Regions from separate parts of the Mus musculus genome. Here regions 1 and 3 are each linked to region 2. The links are chromatin contacts, called in public Hi-C maps. All regions are on one chromosome and are shown on one strand. Each heading gives the region's core, a stretch centred on a gene start, on an enhancer-like site or on the middle of the called end of the contact. The rest is flanking DNA. Distances are from core to core; before and after follow the strand shown. Region 1 has its middle 130 kb from the start of Msc. Region 2 overlaps Eya1 (EYA transcriptional coactivator and phosphatase 1). Region 3 has its middle 190 kb from the start of Msc.

Region 1 (2,984 bases), core at 359-2,858, 450 kb after region 2:
TATGACTATACTAATAGAGTGACGGCTCTAGTTAGGACCAACTAGAGGTCTCTATGCTCAATAAGACATGTAAGTAGTGGTGTCAACAATAGGGCCTTACTATCATTGAGGTTACCAAATGACTCAGGAAGAGCTCTTAGTAAAGGATTTTCTCATTTGATGTGCATAAATGATATTCTCATTGCTGACCTTCTAGAGAGAGAAATGCTAAGATGCATCTTATTTGTTCTAATGAGTAATCTGATTTTTCCAGACAGGATCTTGTTCTGTAGCCCAGGCTGGCTTGGCACTTTCTTTGGTTCTTATGACTCATCCTCTCAAATTCTGAGATTCCTGAGACGTACCACTGGACGCATTCTAAAATATATTTTAAAGAAGAAAAGCTCTGAGGCTGGGGAGATGGCCCAGTGGGTAAAGGTGTTTGCCTCCAAGCCTGAGGGCACAAATATTGAAAGAAGAGAACTGACTGACTCCCAAAAGTTGCCCTCTGACATCTATAAATGCAGTGTAATATGTTGCCCTCCCACCCCCACATGCAAACTGCACACAAATAAAATAAGCACTTCTATTTTAAATCAAGAAGAGAGCTGTAGATGAAAACATCAGCTTGGATGGCCAAACTCTGTATGTATGTGCACATGCCCACATGTGTATACATCACATGTGCACACGTGCACATTAAAAAGAAAGATTATAGTTCTAATGAACTGCACAATATATTTCATGTTGCTACTTTAATTTTTGTATTAAATAGGGTTTGGTATGGGCAATGAATACATGCCATATGAAAATTTGTCTTCTTTGACTTGATATGATGAGTAATTATATGTGTTTGAGTATAACATTTTTTTCTTAGGCCCTTTCGCATTTCTGATATTTTCTTTCTATTTTGAACGTTTTTAATCCATGCTGATCTTCATACTCTCCAAGTAGAAAAACAAATAAGGGCAAAATAAAAGTAAGTATCTCTATGGCATTTACACAAACAGAAAATGTATTTATAAATTAAATACAAAGCCAGTAAAATTCAAATTGATAATATTAATTACTGTCATTTTGTTGAAAATGGAACTGGGGACTGTAGTGCATATTCTTTTGACATCTTTTGACTTCAGCATGCCTTAATTACTGAGTGTTATGTGATACTTCAAGCCTTTCATTATTCAGAATCGATCTGAATTAACTTTGAATCTGCATGTCATCAACGCAGGCCATTGTCCTCAAGCTTCCCTCAGCCAGTTCAGCTATAATGTAGCAGGTGCTGCTGCTGTGTTCCAGAAGGCAGATGTGCGCATGCACCCTGGGACGAATACTCAGTGCCTTGGCCCTCCACATAAGCCCAACTATGTTAGCTTTTAAGATAGTCATCAGAATAAGTAAAAACAGAATTAAAATACATCCATGGATAGCTTGCAAATCTCCCAAGAGAGCTGTAGGCATTCCAGTTAAGAAGCCTTAGTATTATTTCTTGAAATTGACTAATTATTTGTTACCATGTAAGACAATAGCTTGGCAATTTTCCTGATAGATTCCATAGGATCTACCAAGTACAAAGCATCATTTTCTGTCTTTCTGTTCTGTGCCTTTTCCCGGGAGGCGAAAGAGATTTCCTCCCCAGGACAATAATGGCCCTTCCTGGCACACATGTTAATCTGAGAATTCAGAAACTCTGACTTGGAACTCTGAATGCCAACAGTCGTGGGCGTAAAATGAAGTAATTTATGTGTCATAGCTAATTAAGATTATAGTATTTCAAGGCACTTGAAATTCAAGTTCAAAGATGTTTTAGTGCTTTTCTCTGACCGGTGGTGTCAAGGAGCGCTTGAGAGAGTTTCCTGCCCACAGCAACAAGCAGGCAGTAGCTCATTCCCCATCTCCTGTAATTAAAACAGCACTTTTTGCACACTTCTTTGGAGTACTAATTCTTTTCAGAGAAAACTGAGTTATTATTTTATTTAAAAGTGGAAAGCCTTTGTGGACTCTGTTTCTGATTTTTTTTTTCCCCATTGGAAAATTGATTTGATGAATTCTAACTGTTTTTCTGATACAAGCAAAGTACAAAATTATGAACAGAAAGGAAGAGAAGACAACCACACAGAGATACACTATAGATTTTTCTTTTTATTGTTAGAGAATTTCATACAAGCATATCTGTTCTGATCTAATCCACCTCCACTTCCTCCCCTGCACCTCCTTCTCAAGCCCCTACCACCTTTTTTCCCAGCTTCCCGTGCTGTCTTCTGTTTTTTCCTTTGTTTTGTTTCTTTGTTTTTGTTTTTCCCATCAGGTACACCTATTGATGCCTGTATGTGTGTGGATGGAGGAACATCTACTGGAGCCTTTCACATGAAGCATTCCTGAAGAGAACTGACTTTCAGATCATCAGTAACCCTCAATTGCTAATAGCTGTGCAGATGGGGTGCGCCTTTGTGAGTCCATCCCCAATCTGTGCCAGGGTTGTGGCTGGCTTGTTCTTGTGCGGATCTTATTTACGCCCTCACAGCCACTGTCCATTCCCTTGTACAATGGTGTTACTGTGTCTCACAAACAGTTTTCCTGCAGATGTCCCTTACTTTTGGCTCTGGCTTTACACTCTTTCCATGCACTCCTGTCCCTGAGCTCTGGGGAAAGAGAGAGATATAGACATCCCATTCAGAGCTGAGCACTTCATCAAATATATATATATATATATATATATATATATATATATATATATATATATATATATATATATATATATTGTGTGTGTGTGTGTGGTTCTGGGGTTTGAACCTGGGGATTGGGTATTCTTGGAAAATGTTACACAGCCTTCTGCATCTCAACCTCCTATTATAGATTCGTCGATGAGACCCAAAGTAATTCTGTTGCAATTCATCAGCAGCTTTTTCATATGAAAGATTAATTTTTTTATTCTCTGACCCTGCTTAGACATGCATGGAATTTATACCACAGCAGTATGTGTACCAATGCATCTAGAGCTAGAT
Region 2 (3,034 bases), core at 477-2,976:
CCTACAAGCCGAGACTAAAAGGCATATAATTCTAGCAGTCTATTTTAGCTTATAAACTTGTTATATTAAGCCGAATCATACAGGATCAGTGCGAGTGACTTAAAAACAAAAATAACCAAACTTAGTAATTGAACCCTTGCTGGTCAAGAGAAAGACATACAAAGCCTAATGTCTTTGCTTAAAAATATGCTATACATTATCCTCTTAAACAACTGTCGGATAGCATGCTTATGGGTAGTACAACAAGATTGTGGCCACCTCACCCAGCCATCTTACACCCAACCAAGCGCTTTCCTAGAGGAAAGCAGGATCCAGGCAACAGAACACCGTTATCTGTCTATTATCTTTCCAATGTCAGGCCTTCCTCTGGGCTTGGCTGTCAGCACATCTCTGTAGCTAATGCTGGCATTGTTTCTTCTCACAGAGGAGATCGGTGTCTGGGTCTCGGTTGCCAATAAGGTCATTTGAATGGACAAAGGGACAGTTGATAGTTCTCAAACATGAATGGCTGAGCAGGGCCTGCACCTCTTTCAAATGAGGATCAGATATATCCATGAACAAATTGCTTGTTTGCTTAAACAAATGTCTGCTTTATATTTGTATTTTGCACTAAAATCTTTCATTTGCATCTGACAGAATGTAATATGGCCAGCCTTGGTCAAAGACTCCTTTCAATGCTTTAGTTGCCCACTAAACTGTGAAATTTTTAAATCACTTTAAGAAACAGACTTTTTCCTCTGAATGGGAAAATGCTTTCATGTTCTGCAAAGCTGAATTACTTCTGACTTGTATAGAAAGGAATATTAAATTGCTATATAAATGTGAACAGGTTTTTCTTTGTTTTGTTTTTAATTTTTTTACTATAGTGTTAGGGATCAGGCCCAGGGCTTTTCACAGGTTAGGCCTGAGCTAATCTCACAACTCCTTAGTGGTTATTTAAGGGTGAAGTTTTGGTGGAAAAAATAAAAAGTCTGGCTTGTATACTGTCATCTACAGGTTTCATTGCAAACTTTGGGTTATATAGATTTTTTTTTGCACTAAGTATTGAAAAGCTGAAGTTGTCAGCCTGTCGATAGTGACCCCCACAATGATTTCACTTGGTGACAGTCAGCAATAGTCACAGGTCTTTCAATCCCTACATTGCTTACAAAAACAGAACAGAACATAAGATTATTTTAAAAAGGAGCTTGTTTTTATTATTTTTCATTAAAAAAAGTTTTAGTTTAAGAAGCATGAGTTGTTCTTAGACATGGAATCGGCAGATTTTTTAAAAATGGTAGTAGGCTCAGCTGCCCAGGCTCCATGCATTCCTGTCACGGTAACCTTGTTTTCCTGGTTAACATGGCAGTGTTGACCCAGCTGCCTATAAGAAACTCTATGGCCTCCCCAGCCTCTTCCAATGCACAGATGTTTATCCATTTCATCCAAACCCATTTTCTGAGTACATACACATTGTCTAAGTGTATAAGGAACGCCGCACACTGTAGTCATTGTGGGGAAAAAGAAACAAAGGGCCCCAGGAATGTCTTAATCTGGTAGAAAATTCACATTATAAACAAATAATTGTTTAGTGACCACTGAGCAAAAGCTTTGAAGGCGACAGGAAGCTGGAAGTCAGAGCTGAGGGAGCTGCTTTTGCTCTTTTGTGTTTCCATGGAGTCAGCAGCCAGCATCAGCCTCCTTTGTACTCTGAGGATGCCCATCCTTTTTCTGTCTCACAGTGAATACCCAGGGCACTAATGTGTGCTCAGGGCTGCGTGCTCAGGGCTGCGTGCTCAGGGCTGCGTGCTCAGGGCTGCTCACAGCCAGCATTTCATGAGCACCTCAGGAGAGCCACTCAGGGACCTCATTAGCATATCTGCTCCGTAAGCATTCTTATTTGTTCTTCTCTACCTGGTCCACACTGACCTCTGTTTCCTCCTGGCCAGAAGCAACAGCTTCTAGAGCCCTGCACACAGCCAGGCACTTAGCAGGATGTCTCCTTGTAGAGAGGAGTGCAGATTAGAGTGACCCTAGGCTTGGCTCTCAGCCATTTACCCAAACAACTTAAGCCTGGGTGCTTATGTTTCCTCATTTGTAAAATGTAAAGATGAATATGCAAATTGGCTAGTACAGTTTTCCACATCCAGTGCCTGCCTGCTGGAGGCTTATTTGCATATTGTTGTCATAATGGATCATGGGTAGTTCTTTCCTCCTCTTGAGAACAAGTCAGGACTTCTCATCCTTTTTCTCCTTAGTTTATTATATTCTAACTACACATCAGACGCCCCTCCCAAGTGTGTATTCTCTGGTGGGAAGCTTCTTTTTTCTATCTTTCCAGAATTAAAACGAAAAATCAATTTTTTATACATATTGAGCCAAAACCAACAAAACCCCACTTCCAGTAAAATAGAGAAAACTACCCCGAAGCATTTATTTCCACTTTGTATGGGTTTGTATTAACTTTTGCTTTAACTTACAAAATGCTTGTTGTACTGGCTAGTTTTGTGTCAACTTGACACAGCTGGGGTTATCACAGAGAAAGGAGCTTCAGTTGAGGAAATGCCTCCATGAGATCCAACTGTAAGGCATTTTCCCAATTAGTGATCAAGGGGGAAAGGCCCCTTGTGGGTGGGACCATCTCTGGGCTGGTAGTCTTAGTTCTATAAGAGAGCAGGCTGAGCAAGTCAGGGAAAGCAAGCCAGTAAGAACATCCCTCTATGGCTTCTGCATCAGCTTCTGCTTTCTGACCTGCATGAGTTCCAGTCCTGACTTCCTTGGTGATGAACAGCAGTATGGAAGTGTAAGCTGAATAAACCCTTCCCTCCCCACCTTGCTTCTTGGTCATGATGTTTGTGCAGGAAGAGAAACCCTGACAAAGACACTTGTGTTCAAAGTTATCTAAAAGACTAAATCCAATTGCTCAGAACTGATGTTAAATCATTTGTACGTTGAATGCCCAGCCTTTACCTTCTCCAGCAAAGTTTTATCATTCAGCTGTGTGGGTTATATTTGATATTCCCCATTACCCTTCCCTTTTTCTGATGAACAAGGA
Region 3 (3,273 bases), core at 528-3,027, 390 kb after region 2:
CAAAGGAAAACCAACTTAGTATATTAGATATTGGATTAGTAATTAGTGATTATTTTTAAAAATTGGCAAAATCTAAACATGAGAGAGGATGCAGTGATATGCAAGATAATTAGATTCCCATCTTTTTGAAATTAGTAAAATACTTGAAGTAACAGTGAAATTAAAGAAAAAGTTACTTCATGTATTTCAGATTAATGGGAGAATATAATAGTGAATTTATTTTCTTAAAATATATTTATTATTCATCTACTAAATATTAATTATATTAATACTTAACATCTACATAATAAAGAATGTCTTTAATGGAATATTCAATAATATTTGATATTATATTGTTAATAAATATCTAACAAATACACAAACCTGTTTACTATTTATCTAACAAATCTGGTTTAGTGTGCTGTGTGTGTTGTATATGTGTATGTGTGTATATGTGTGTGAGTGTGGATGTGTCCACACATGCCATGATATTTGTGTGCAGGTCAAAGGAGAACTGGTGGGAGTTGGGTCTCTTCTTCTAGCAGTGGATTCTGAAACAAACCATCAAGCTTGGTGGCCAGCCAGCACCTTTATCCAATGAGCTACCACATTACACTTGATTTTAATGAAGTTAAATTAACTCAAGCTTATTTGAAATGAGTAGATACTTTGTAATTCACTTGGAAAGAATGACGAATTTATGACAAATTCAAATTTGGTAATGAAGTCAAATTTTTGAGTAAAAGCATATTAAAGCAAAAAAACAATGGTATAGGAAGAGAAATAGAAACATATTTGCTGAGAAATTTAACAATAATTTTTGAACTGTACTAAAAATATCCCAAGGTATTCTTAAAAATTTGTAGTAAAAACATCAAAGTATAATTGATACCTACAGTTTTCTTTTGCTTAAAACGGCCCAGTTTTCCTAAAACAAGGGATATGTAGTTAGTCACTGAAAAGCAACAATGGAGGAGAAAAATCTCTTTCTGATGTGCTGCTGAAGTAACATCTGTTTTGTGTAGCATGGACAGGAGGGCAGTGTTTAATTCATCCATGCTTACAGCTGCGTAGAGTGTAAGAATGTATAAAATATAATGTGATTTACTGTGTTTTGTTGTGAAACCCAATAGTAAAATGGTTCAGATGCCCCTGAACATAATCTGGAACTGCATAGACTCGTACACTTCATTAACAGACTGCACATGTCCTGATAGCAGAGCTCTCCAATGGAGAATAGGCTGCTCTGCAGCTGTTAGCTCTATGCAGTAAAGGGGCCATTTGCAAATCTCTTTAATAGCTTTGCCATTTTCTACCACTTGAATGAAAATGATAATGTGTGGATCTCACAGTCATTAGGAACTTTCTCTTACTCCTTTAGGATTAATTTTCGCTGACCCAGAATTTTATATTTGTTTAACACAAACCTAGGGCTACTTTGATGTTATCTGCTTCTATAAACAGTAATATACAGTCCTCTCTTGGGCTAAAGCAGCTTTTATTCCAGTGAGAATTGATGGTATTAATCATTCTGAAGTCCAAGAGTGCTGACCATAAATTGTGTGCTGGGCCTGGCCTAGTACCTCCCAGGCCTGCATTCATCAGCACGTGCCCATTTCCACCTAGACAGGAGGACATAAAGAGTCATTTATCTCAGAACTCAGGTTTCGTGACCCGCTTCCTGACTACTTGTCAGAAGAGACATTCAGTAACAAATAAATATTTGTTCTACCTTTTGACATAAAGACCTAAATTAGCTGCCATCTCTAAAGTCTGATCCCCTCAAGTGGTCAGACTGGGAAATGCACATCGTGCTCTTCCAAGAGAAAAACCAAATGGCAGCCAATACAGGGATTCACATCCAAGTCCTGTCGAAAATAAGAGACGCAACTTTGAATCATCACCAGGATCTCAGCCCACGTTTACTTTTTACCATATATTATAGATAAAAATGTCAGCCAATAGTTTAGGAACTGCCAGACTTGGAAAGTGTTTAGAAGACATCATTTATTAAAATAATAAACATCTGCACAGAGCTACAGAACTATTCATTTCAAATAAAAACTGACCAAACTCCAGATCAATATATATCAAGATAAAAAGTGGACATCAACTCTCTTATGCAGACATCCATCGTGGCATGGTCTCCCTCCCATCCATATTTAGATTCCACAAGGGGGTTGAGCTTGCTAATTTCATTTTCAGGGCAGGGAGGTGATACACTCTGGTAAAGAAGAGGAGAAGGCAGAGCCCCAGGACAATAACCAGAAGGGCGGCCTGGAAGCTGGATGGCAATCTTAAATTTCAGATTCTTTTGCCTCTGTATGATCTTATTTTGTAGCTTCTGGTCGTCCCCCCCCCCCCTTCTCAAATCATTACTGAAAGAAGGCAGGCCCACACATACAGAACTCAAACTCTTGATGATGGTAACATATTTGCAATATTTCTGGTTTTAACCTAAACACAATTTGGATTTTGTAAATTTCAAATCTCTCCCTGTTTTGTCGTGAGTGTGTGGTTGTGTGGTTTTAAAATTGTGCTGGACTCCAAACTGATCACTCTGTGAGTTTACTGTACATTAAAAATACCCCAAACCCTATCATTGAACGCAATAGAAACTTGAATAAGCCCCTTCCAAATCCAATCACAGTAGTAAACCTGTAAGGGTTTTTGTTGAGTGAAAACTGAGGAGATTAAAAATCTTGCAAACATGCTCTTTTTAAAATTGCAGCTATAAATTTCACATTAGTTTTTGTTTTTTTAATCAGGTGACTGAAACCAGAGTGGAAATGTTTGGTACCCAAAGCTACTCTACGGACTTGCTTTTCACATTTTTCCCCCCTTCTGGAAAATAAAATGCAGTTTGTGTCAAGTTCTCTTCTCTGAGCTCAACTTCCCTGGTATAACAGTAATTCCTAGCTAGATGACTGGAGACTGAGGCTCCTGTGTTTGAAGAATGCCTGAATTTGACCTTTATAAACGGCATTGTTCACTATGTGCTCTGGACCAGCAGAGATTGAAGAATGATACCAATGTCCTTGTCCTCATTGAGGACTTGAGAACGTTGCTCCCTGTAGGTTACAGTCTCGATGGTGTAGAAAAATATCCATGACATAAGTGTCTGGTGATTTCTGTTCAGAATATAGGAAACTTCTCATAACTCATTGGTGAAGGCAATCAATCCAATTAAAAATTAGACAAAATATTTGAATAGCTATGTATGCATTAAGATATATGATATCCAATAGACATAGAACAACATGCTAAACCTAAGCCTTAATGAGTTTCCAGTTC

Evidence for each region. Hi-C and Micro-C count contacts between places; a contact is called where the count stands out from the background.
Region 1: a Hi-C map of the N1E-115 cell line shows a contact between it and region 2, with 3 times the contacts expected there. The contact joins two enhancer-like sites. A contact is called at or near these places in 8 of 39 promoter capture datasets (the 3T3-L1 cell line, 3T3-L1-derived adipocytes, cranial neural crest and 4 more), 1 of 484 Hi-C or Micro-C datasets (the N1E-115 cell line) and 1 of 9 other capture datasets (embryonic stem cells).
Region 3: a Hi-C map of the N1E-115 cell line shows a contact between it and region 2, with 2.6 times the contacts expected there. The contact joins two enhancer-like sites. A contact is called at or near these places in 8 of 39 promoter capture datasets (the 3T3-L1 cell line, 3T3-L1-derived adipocytes, the C10 cell line and 5 more), 1 of 15 datasets of contacts at CTCF or cohesin (large pre-B cells) and 5 of 484 Hi-C or Micro-C datasets (the 3T3-L1 cell line, the C10 cell line, the N1E-115 cell line and 2 more).

What each region holds. Positions count from the first base shown.
Region 1 is chr1:14,625,648-14,628,631 of GRCm38.p6, forward strand. No RefSeq gene overlaps it. Among named protein-coding and RNA genes, the nearest start is that of Msc, 130 kb to the right of the region's middle. Within about 2 kb of position 1,609, at least 7 of the 459 cell types and tissues checked have an H3K27ac peak or open chromatin away from gene starts, as enhancers often do. A contact at or near this core is called in the N1E-115 cell line, where this site is marked.
Region 2 is chr1:14,180,040-14,183,073 of GRCm38.p6, forward strand. The region is part of intron 16 of Eya1 (EYA transcriptional coactivator and phosphatase 1); the gene reads right to left. Among named protein-coding and RNA genes, the nearest start is that of Eya1, 130 kb to the right of the region's middle. Within about 2 kb of position 1,727, at least 54 of the 459 cell types and tissues checked have an H3K27ac peak or open chromatin away from gene starts, as enhancers often do. A contact at or near this core is called in the N1E-115 cell line, where this site is marked.
Region 3 is chr1:14,569,129-14,572,401 of GRCm38.p6, forward strand. No RefSeq gene overlaps it. Among named protein-coding and RNA genes, the nearest start is that of Msc, 190 kb to the right of the region's middle. Within about 2 kb of position 1,778, at least 16 of the 459 cell types and tissues checked have an H3K27ac peak or open chromatin away from gene starts, as enhancers often do. A contact at or near this core is called in the N1E-115 cell line, where this site is marked.